2 separate regions of the Capsicum annuum genome follow, and region 1 is linked to region 2. The links are chromatin contacts, called in public Hi-C maps. All regions are on one chromosome and are shown on one strand. Each heading gives the region's core, a stretch centred on a gene start, on an enhancer-like site or on the middle of the called end of the contact. The rest is flanking DNA. Distances are from core to core; before and after follow the strand shown.

The links. Hi-C and Micro-C count contacts between places; a contact is called where the count stands out from the background.
Region 1: a Hi-C map of leaf shows a contact between it and region 2, with 3 times the contacts expected there. The contact joins the enhancer-like site here to the promoter of LOC107878066 in region 2. A contact is called at or near these places in 3 of 5 Hi-C or Micro-C datasets (leaf, pericarp and placenta).

What each region holds. Positions count from the first base shown.
Region 1 is chr7:175,390,185-175,395,650 of UCD10Xv1.1, forward strand. LOC107878065 reads right to left here. Exons shown (of 15, transcript XM_047393861.1): 15 at 4,841-5,466. The coding sequence ends at 5,447. Among protein-coding and RNA genes, the nearest start is that of LOC107878065, 20 kb to the right of the region's middle. Within about 2 kb of position 4,192, at least 4 of the 5 cell types and tissues checked have an H3K27ac peak or open chromatin away from gene starts, as enhancers often do. A contact at or near this core is called in leaf, where this site is marked.
Region 2 is chr7:175,265,915-175,270,962 of UCD10Xv1.1, forward strand. LOC107878066 (zinc finger protein CONSTANS-LIKE 9) reads right to left here and starts at 1,416. Exons shown (of 5, transcript XM_016724942.2): 1 at 1,222-1,416; 2 at 1-121. The coding sequence starts at 99.

The sequences.
Region 1 (5,466 bases), core at 2,942-5,441, 130 kb after region 2:
CTAGTCCTCAATCCAACTTTATGGGAGCTGCTAACTTTGCTGGTAGTTCTTCTTACTTGCCTAATTTTAATGGTGTTGCTTATTCTGCTTGTATTTTGACTAGTGTAGCAAGAAGCATTTGGATAGTAGATTCAGGAGCAACCGACCACATGACCTCTAATAAAAACCTTCTTTCTGACATTACACTCTTCCAGTCCCATACTTAGTTGTATTACCTAATGGATATAGGGTGAAGGTAACCTCTACAGGATCTCTCGCTCTATCTTCAACTTTTACTCTCCAAAGGGTACTTTATATTCCTACATTCAAATATAATTTAATTTCTATGTGTAGACTCATTCAACAATTTAACAGTATTGTTCTCTTCACTGCTTCTTCCTGCCTGATACAGGACCTTTCCAGGAAGAAGCTTATGGTACTTAGTAAGTTGCACTAAGGACTATACCACCTTAATCACTTTCCCAACCCACTCGCATGCTCTTCCACTCTGGACACAACTTTCTTAACTGGACATGGTCACTCCATTTCAGATTTGACTAATGTTGCACCATCTATGAATGTTGTTCCTTTATTTTCTTTAAATGAATCATTAAATACTAGTTTGTTTTCTTCCTATGTTTCTGCTGCATAATCTATGAAAAATGTAAATAATGTTGATGTACTTTGGGATTACAAGTTAGGAGACATATCTTTTGTAAAAATGAAGTGCATACCTTCTATATCTTCTGAATTGTCTTCGAAATAATCTTTTGTTTGCCATATTTGTCCTTTGACTAGACAAACTAGATTACCCATCTCGGATAGTTCATCAAAATCTACTTCTTTGTTTCAACGTATCCAGATTGACACTTGGGGCCCTTACCATACACAAACATATTCTGGTGCCAAGTACTTCCTGACTATAGTAGATGATTATAGTCGGGCTACTTGGACATATTTGTTAAATCCCAAAAGTGGTATTTTTTCCATGATTAAAGCTTTCATTTCTATGGTTAAGACTCAATTTAATATACCAGTCAAAATCATTAAAAGTGACAATGCCCTAGAGCTTGGTTCGTCTAGTCTAGAAAAATAATTTTATTCAGATAATGGAATCATACACCAAACAGTTGTCCTCATACACCTCAACAAAAATGTTGTTGTTGAGAGAAAAAACAAACACCTCTTGGAAACTTCAAGAGCTCTACTTTTATAATCCAATCTCCTAAAAGTTTTTGGGGAGATTGTTATTAACTGCCACCTACCTAATAAATAGATTTTCCTATTCAATTCTTTCCAATAAGACACCTTTTGAATTATTATATTGATCAGTCCCTTGTTATGACCACTTGAAACCCTTTGGTTATTTGTGTTATGTATCAGTGTCTAAATGTCAACGAGACAAATTTCAGCCAAGGGTTGTCCCTTGTGTTTTTGTTGGGTATCATTTTGGCCAAAAGAGATATAAACTCTATAATTTGAAAAGCAAATCTATTTTCATCTCCCGGAATGTCATTTTTCATGAGTCTGTTTTTCTTTGTTCGCTTCCTTCATCTCCTCCTACTAATTCGACATTTTGTTCTTCTCTTTGTCTTATACCTAATGTTTTTATCTCTACTGCTCCAGATCTGCCCTTTACTGACTCTTTTAGTGTTTCACCCTTGTTTCAACAGACTCTTTCCACCTCTGTGTCATCATCTCCACCTCCCTCGTCTATTCTCTATTCCCCTCCTGCACCTAGGAGTAGTTCTAGACACCACCAGGTTCCTTCTCATCTATAGGATTATGTGGTACAACTTCCTCCTTCCATAGCCAACTCCTCTACTACTTTTATTTTTGTTATCTTGTCTTCTACAGTAGTTGAGCCTCACTCTTACACTCGAACAGCTGCCATCGAAGATGTGTACCATTTGGTGTCTCGTTGTTTTTGCTATTAAGATATATTGGTCTCTTTTTCAATTGGATGTCAATAAAACTTTCCTTCATGGGGATTTGGATGAGGAAGTGTACATGAAACTCCCTTAAGGTCTTTCTGTTTCTTTCTCCTCGCTTTCATTTGCTCCTTTGATTTGCAAGTTACAAAAATCATTATATGGACTTCGGTAAGCCTCTCGACAATGGTATGCCAAGTTATCCCAATCTCTTTGTTCAAGAGGCTATACCCATTCTTTAAATAATTATTCACTCTTCTTCAAGAAATCAGCCTATTCCACTGTGTTCTTTACTGTATATGTGGATGATATCATCCTCACCTGGAATGATTTGACTGTAATCAACGCCTTAAAAACTTTCTTGGATGAGCAGTTTAAGATCAAGGATTTGGGGCTTCTCTATTATTTCTTGGGTATTGAGGTTCATTATCATCAGTTTGGAGTTTTGTTGCATCAGAAGAAATTTATTTTTGATTTACTTGTTTATTTTCATTATTCTAAGGTTACGTCTGTGGTATCTCCTTTGGATTTAAGTGTCAAACTTCAGACTGATGATGGTTCTCCGGTGCCTCACCCAAACTCATATAGAAGTCTTATTGGTAAGTTTAATTTTCTTACGTACACTAGAACTGACCTCTGTTTTACCGTACAACACCTTAGTCAATTTTTATAGTCTCCTCGAGTTCCTCATATGGATGCTGCCTTGCGTGTTTTGCGATACTTAAAGGGACTCCTGATGTTGGGATCTATTTGAGTAACTCTCCTGATTTCTCTCTGGTGGGTTATTGTTATAGTGATTGGGTTGCATGTCCTGATTCTCATCGCTCCGTTATTGATTTTTGTGTCTCTTTAAGGGGCAACCTTCTCAGTTGGAAATCCAAAAAGCAACCGCGGAGGTTGAAATAGGGCTATGAGCAAGCTTTTTGCTGAGTTGTCATGGCTGGTTCGTTTGCTCTTGGATTTTGGTTTAACTATTGATCGAGGTATTCCTATTCTCTGTGATAGTCAGGCTGTTATACACATCGCCATGAATTTCTTTTTTCATACTAAACACATTGAGATTGATTGTCATTTTATCCACACCAAGTTGGTTGAGGGTCTTATTTCTCTGTCTCATGTGCGCACTGCTTTCCAACCAGCTGACATAGTTACGAAGTCCTTGATTAGTTCTTAGCACCAGCTTTAACTTGGCAAGTTGGGTGTGTGTCCACCCTCCAACTTAAGAGGGGTTGTTTGCGTTACGTAGTGAGTAGTGATTTTGTCTTCTATTTCTGTACTTTGCATTTTTATATGAATTGACTTATTTTTGTAATAACCCAATTTGGATACTAAGTCGGTGGACTTGCCCAACTATATAAGAGGCATTTATTATGTTGTAGCTCAAGAGATATTTTTGAAAATATGAAATTAGTTTCTTTTCTCTTTTCATCTTCATAGAACACTTGTTGCATTTTACTCTTTTTCTCCATGATTTTGAAACTTTCACAAACATAGATGAAAGAACTCTCAATACGTTCAATACGCAAACACAAATGAACAAATTCTATCCGTTAAAACAACCGAATAATTTCTTCATTTACTGATGATATAAACTTAGTTTCTGTGACTAACCTAGATTAAAATACAAAGATTACAATAAGTTAATGGTCAAAATAATTGTCAATATGATAAATCCATTGAATATATCAAAAGATAGGTCAAACACATCAACACACCTCTAAACTTAACACAAACTTTTATTTCAGCACCTCCACTAAGCCTTATTTATTCTAGACACCTCATGTAAGATCGTTCTGTGTCATTTTGACACTTTTTTGATAATTAGCTAAATAGATAAGGTGCATGTAACACACTAGCCGATGACATATCAAAGTAGCAAATTAAATAAAAACGTGTCGCATATATACAAAAAATAATTATTAAAATATATGGCGAGAAAAATCTATTTTAAAACTATTTAGTTAATTTTTTTTTAAAAGGAAAACAAGTAGCTTACCGCCAACCACTCCTTCGACCAACTCCACCTCCTCTGACCACCATGAGAACATTTGTCATTTAATTTATGCCTAAAAATAATTATTAAACAATGAATTTTGAGTTAAAAAAAACACATCGAAGCTCCGGCAACTTTCTCCCGTCAAATTCAATGCCAAAATTGGCATTTGGAGCAGGCAAACTCATCTACACAAGAGCTCCAACTAATTTCAGCTACAACACGTTGAATTAGAGTTTGAAAGTGATGCCACCATTGCAATTTCAGACAATGGCGGCACAAACACCGGCAATGGTGAAGATACAAAGTGTCTTTGAGGTTTTTGCGTGCAATGAATCTAGCAACACAACCACATAAAAAGGCCCACCAAATTTCCAGTCAAGTGCAACGAAATTTAATTTTTAGAATTATTGTTTTTTACAAGAAGCTTTAAACTAGCTTTAATGGAATCTTTAATTTTCTTTCAATTTCTTCAGTCTAAAGTAATGGAACGCTGTTTGAATAAAGAATTTCAATATTTTACCTTGAAAATTGTTTCCTCTTCAAGTATTTATTTCAAGTTGTGAATTTAATACATAAAGATGGAGGAGAGTGAAGAAGATGAAGCAAATATATATATATATATATATATATATATATATATTTTTTACAAAATAAAATAGCTAGTCACGCACTTAAGGTAGGTGCAGCACAGATAATATGCCAAGTCAGTAAAAAGTGTCAAAATGACACAGTGGGAAAACGATCGGCATTCACTTTAGATGTCAAGGTAAAAGTTCTTGCCAAGTTTAGAAAACTAGCAATGTGTTTAGCCCAAAAGATAAAGATAAGGGAGGGTAAACGACAATTAGCAGAATATATGACCAAACAAGCCTGTGAAAAGTAACTGCAATAATGAACAGCGACAACCAGCAGAATATATGACCAAACGAGCCTGTGAAAAGTAACTGCAATAATGAACAGTTAGTACTTGCCATCCCTAGTCAAATTCACATTTCGAAATACTTACGACACTTTTAAATACATTTGCATCAAGTATGAAAACCCATACAGATAAAATAATAGGCAAACTATAGAGTTCCTCGTCAGAGTTTTCACCCTTTCATTAGGGAACGTGTACACGAACAAAATGCAGCCAGCCTAACAGATTGTGTTACTATTTCATTAAAGTACACACTGATCACTCTAGTTCTAAATTTTAGACCCCCATGCCCCTCGTCCACAAAAAGGAAAACAAGAAAATAAGAAGGGTTTGGAGAAAAAAGAAAACCAGGCCTGGGAGAATGCTCCGAAAGACATTACTTTTCAGCATGGACGGATAACAAGTTATACATTCAGCTACAATCTCACCCTATATACAACCATCATCATTCGATATATGACGCACAATTGTTGCAGCAGTAGAGGATCTGTGACAATGGAGAGCCTGTGCAATTTGGCAACGATAGCAGTACACAATGGGAAGTTCGTATCTGTTCCATGCAGTGGAAACCCCAACAAGAGTCTATTCATCCAGGTTGTTTAATTGTCCTTTCTGCTGAAGTTATCCACCCGAGGCTTGAA
Region 2 (5,048 bases), core at 166-2,665:
ATGGACATTTCGATCACAGGACAAACACAAGCAAGCTGCATCAGACCGGCAATAGACAATTGATCGTTGCTCCCCGCAAAATTCACATGTGTAACCCATCACCTTTTTCTCCTAGTTATTTCTAAGATGAAAAACAGTGTACAAATCTTCAGGTCTCTGTTAGAAGCTTATAACTTTTATGATAAAGTTAAAAACTTCTAAGCAATATAAATTGCTCTCCCCGAAACAGAATCGAATTTGTGCTAATAACTGTTACAAGGAAAAGGAATCTGCATCATTAAAGGTGACACCAAAAAAGAGAAGCAAACTGAAACAGAATACAAGTCTATTCTTCATATCTCGATATGCCTGATCTATCTAAAAAGAAAAAAGAAAAATTTCTCAAGTACTTCAAGACCTAACCTTAGATCTTAGAAAAAACAAAATCTATTTTGGATTAGTACACACAGTGGCACTGAAAAAAAAAGGCATGGAATAAAAGATGCCAATCAGAAATGGAAAAAGGTGCTCCAAACAAATAGGGAATCAAGAATCCGGAAAAAAAAAATCTGACAATTTTTCATAGAGCCACATTGGTCTATTTTAAGCATCATTATCTACAACCAAAATCATTTTTACTTTTTTTTCTTTTTGAGATAATCCTAATTCCATCATTACAAAATAGTTTGGAAACTGGACAAAAGAAAGCATTAATCAAAAACTTCTAGATTCATTTAAAAACTTCTTCAAACAGTAGAACATTTTCAGCAAGCTAAAAAAAGGAAGAGGGGTATTCAACAGAAAAAAGAAAAACAGAATCAAATCAGTTAGAGAATAGCTTAGGCAAAGATTTAGACACGTAGTAAGGTCCGGGAAGGATAGAGCTATGCAGACCTTACCGCTACCTTAAAGTCTAAGGTAGACAAGTTGTTTTCGATAGACCTCAGCTCATCTAAAAACAGTTGAAGCAGTATATAGTATAAAGAAAGAAATAAGAAACAGTCCTGGAAAAATAGTATAGATAACCTGACAAATCATCCTAAACAATGGAATAAAACGATAATCCAAGTGTAAAGATAAGCAAAATTGTCAGATGAACAGTTAATGTTCTGAGGGAGCAATCAAGAAAGAGATAAAAGAAGAGAAACAAAGCAACCCCATTTCATTTCAAAGGTAAAGCAAAGCAATTAAGCAAAAAAAAGAAGAAAATGAAAGGAAATCAAGAAAGCAACTACCTTTTACCTAAAATAACTGTAGAGGTGGCAGGAAAAGAATTTACACAGCACACAAGAAACTAAATCCCTTTATTTTGCACCTCCAATAAACCCTAATACATGAAAAAGTTTGTAGACCTTTCTAGTCCTCCACTGTCTCTCTCTCTTTCTGTTTCTCTCTCTCTTTCTGGTGTTGGAAGTTTGTATTTCTGTGAGAATTGTGGAGTTGCTGATATAATAATTAAATATAGTGTGAGCTGTCAAAAAGTGCAGGAGAGATGGGATCCACTAGGGAGGCTGTGATGTGGGACCCGATCACTTCTTGAATAAATATTAGGCCCTTTCTCATCTTTTTTTTATTTTTCATCCGGTGAATGATGTCCGTATTAGAGTCTCGACTAATACGGATCATGTCTTATGGGCTCATAAAGATGACAGCGCTCTCAACAATTTTTTCTATATCCTTGGTTAAACCCTCAACCTCTAATTAAGAATGAAATAATCTCATCCACTATACCACAACTCATATTGGTTTCTCATCCCCCATTATTCTACTTGCTACTCCCTCGTAGTTTAGTGCTCCTATTGTTCCATGTTTGTTAGTTATATGTATATTAAAAAATTATAAATAAAAATAATTTTATTAACAAAATTTTGAAATATTTTTAAAAATATTATAAATACGTGTGAATAATTTCAAAAAAAAATTAATTACATGCATAATATCAAAAAAATTAATTAATGCTCTCTTAAATTAAGGTAAACACTAATATGAGATAACTATTTTTAGTAAAATGATCAACTAATATAGAACGGAAGAAGTAATAATAAATAGTGTTTTAAAAAGCACTTCTAAGGCGAGTCGCCGAGGTGACCCTCAAGAATCAGGGTGAGGCATTAGAAAAATATTTTGGAGAGATGTTGGGGCTAGGCGCAAAAGTATCGTGCGATGTATGTTCTGCCAGTCTGAGGGTATGCCTAGACATTGGACGAGTTTTATTTTGGGGAATAAGTCCATAAAAAGTCTCCTAATTAAAATTAAAATTGCTAAATAAATATTTAAATTAACATAAAAAATATAAAATTCAACTTGTTATTAAATTTTAAAAAGTTAAAAAACTTAAAAATCTAAGTAGTTTTATTCTTACTCTTCGTCTTTCACTAGGTAAATGAAAAAATTAATGATGAAGTGCAAAATTTAAACAAAATACATGATCCGTCACACTCTCTCTAGTTCGATGCCCCTATTGTAGGTTCCTTCTTCTTTTTTATTTTCAACTAGTTTTCGTCTTTGGGTTCCTCTTTTTACAAGCTACTTTATAGTTTTCTAGTCAATCTTTTTACAAAGTTTAACTAATTTTTTGAGATGAACACTTCTGATTATTTCTTTAATTAGTTAATGACTTTGATTACCATTTTAAGATGAAATAGTTTTAAATATATTTTCACTTTAATTCATTTGAATTGTTTGCAATGTAATTTTATTTCGTTATTATGATCATGTATAAAGTATTAAAAATTAAAGTTTCATGGAGCTTAGAACCCACCGTCTCAAGGCTTGTACCTGGCTTCGCATCAAGTAAAAACATTGCCTCAAAATCAAACTAGGAAAAGGGTATATATAAACAAGAAACAATAGATATTAACATTATATTTAATTTATATTTGAAGAAATAATATGGAAATAAGTAAGGGTGGACATTCGGTATTCAGTTTGGTATTTTCATAATTCGGGTTTGGTAATTCGATAATTGGTAATTGAAAGTAGATACCAAATATCATACCATTAAACTTCGATTCGGTGATTGGTAAATTAAATTTTGGTTCGATACGAAATTTGGTATTACCATGTTAAAGTTGGGCATGCTTATAGTGATCCTATTTGGTGATAATAGTGGTGATTTTCAACCATATTTTGAGAAAAATTCAATTTTGTTTGGTAGTTTTACACTTCTGAATACACAGTTTTACACTAGAAAAAAACAATTTTGTTTGGTCTTGTTACACGTTGATACGTGTGGCTCAATTAATGAAACCCCTTAAAACCTATGTTATTGTAGTTTGATCCAACTCCAAGAAGGGAAGAACTGGACGTAACATGAATAACATTTACATTAAACTGGATGGAACATAAACTGGATGTAACGAACTGGATGTAAAGTTAAGAGTCTACTTTATGACTATGTTTAATAGTTTCAAGTTTGCTTGAGCAATATTCACACAAGTATGTGGCCTTTGGAGTGTGGACTTGGTATGTGGCCTATGGGTTACTTAACTATAATTGGATATTCGGAAAATACCAAATGGTAGTAATATTTTTTTCCAATCTCGAACCCAAATACCATAATTTTAAAATTTTACTACCAAATACCATCCCAAATACCAAATTACCGAACACCAATTACCAAATTTTTTGGTTCGGTTCGGTAATTCGGTTTTTGGTATTTTGTGCCCACCCCTAGAAATAAGCAACTAATATTAAGAGTAAATCATGAAAAAAATATGTTCTTTTTAGTGTTTGCCCACAATAAAAATCAATTTCATTATTGAAATTGTGATAGGATTATGATCCAGTATGCTGTTAATTCAACACCATCACTATGCTCCTCTTCATCACTAGAAGCATAATCCATATATATAGAATGATCAATGGTGCCTTCGTTATGCATTAAATTGTTATCGCCTGAAGACTATGAAGGGTGTTCATATTGATGTTGAAGCTTTTGTTTCATGCCTATCAACAACATTTATCCTCAAAATGCACCTAGAACCATCATTACAACATGAAAAATATACAATCTTGAGTTCAACCCTTTTCTCATGGGGTGGGATCGATAGTCGTTCAACTTGAGGAAAATGCAGCCAGATTTAGAATTTCCAATATTTTATTCTTTATCTTCGCTTCGAGGGACAAGCACCGCATATAGGTAAGCGACATCTAATTGAATTAATTCACTGGATCTTTCATTTACGAAAATAGAAGAGATGTTTGTTAAGATTGGCTTCATGAAAGCAAGAAAGAAAGCAATTTTAGCAAATAAGAGATGGATATTTGCCTTTTTTTTTTTTGAAAGATGGTGAGTTTTTCCTCCAGCATTCAACAAATAACTAATACTCAAGTCAATACTTACAAGTTAACTTTCCGATTTGTATTACATCCACAACGAAATCATTATACTTACCATTACAACACCTGACAATAGCTATTGTCACCTTACTCATAATTTTTCACTTTCAATATTTTGGAGTCTCCTTTTACTTACTCATTAATCACAACCTACCACAACATACCACCACAAATTGATATAATAAACCTACACTGGTTGATAACTCGATTATGATTGTAAAAAAATCAGGTTGACAAAGTGCATGGATAAATTTGTTACTTATAAGTTATAACAAGCTAAGCTAATGGAACAGGACTTTAGAGGAGAACTTATATTCTCAAAAAATGACCTTTAATAGCGTTAATAAAATTAAAATTCGAGTTCTTTTTAAGAAATGTTAGAAATAACAACTGTTGGAAAAAATACTAAAATATTGATATGTAACTAGAATTAATAATAGTAAAAGAATAGTCACAAGTACTGTGTTGCGGCAAACCACTGTCTTGAAAGCGATTTTGGCCCGATTCCGGTGCAAATCCTTCTAGCCAATCGCTCTTCAAGGTTCCACAACTATTTCCAAATACGTACACTAGTGGCTGAAAGTTTGGAGGTTGCTCAAATCAATTGCCCGAAAGTTGTCAAAGAATAGTAAGCCACGATTGAAGTAGAGAATTGAAGGAGAGAGAGTATTTTATTTTCTCTGTTTTTAACATTTTTAGCTCTCAAATGATGCTCTTTAAATAGGTAT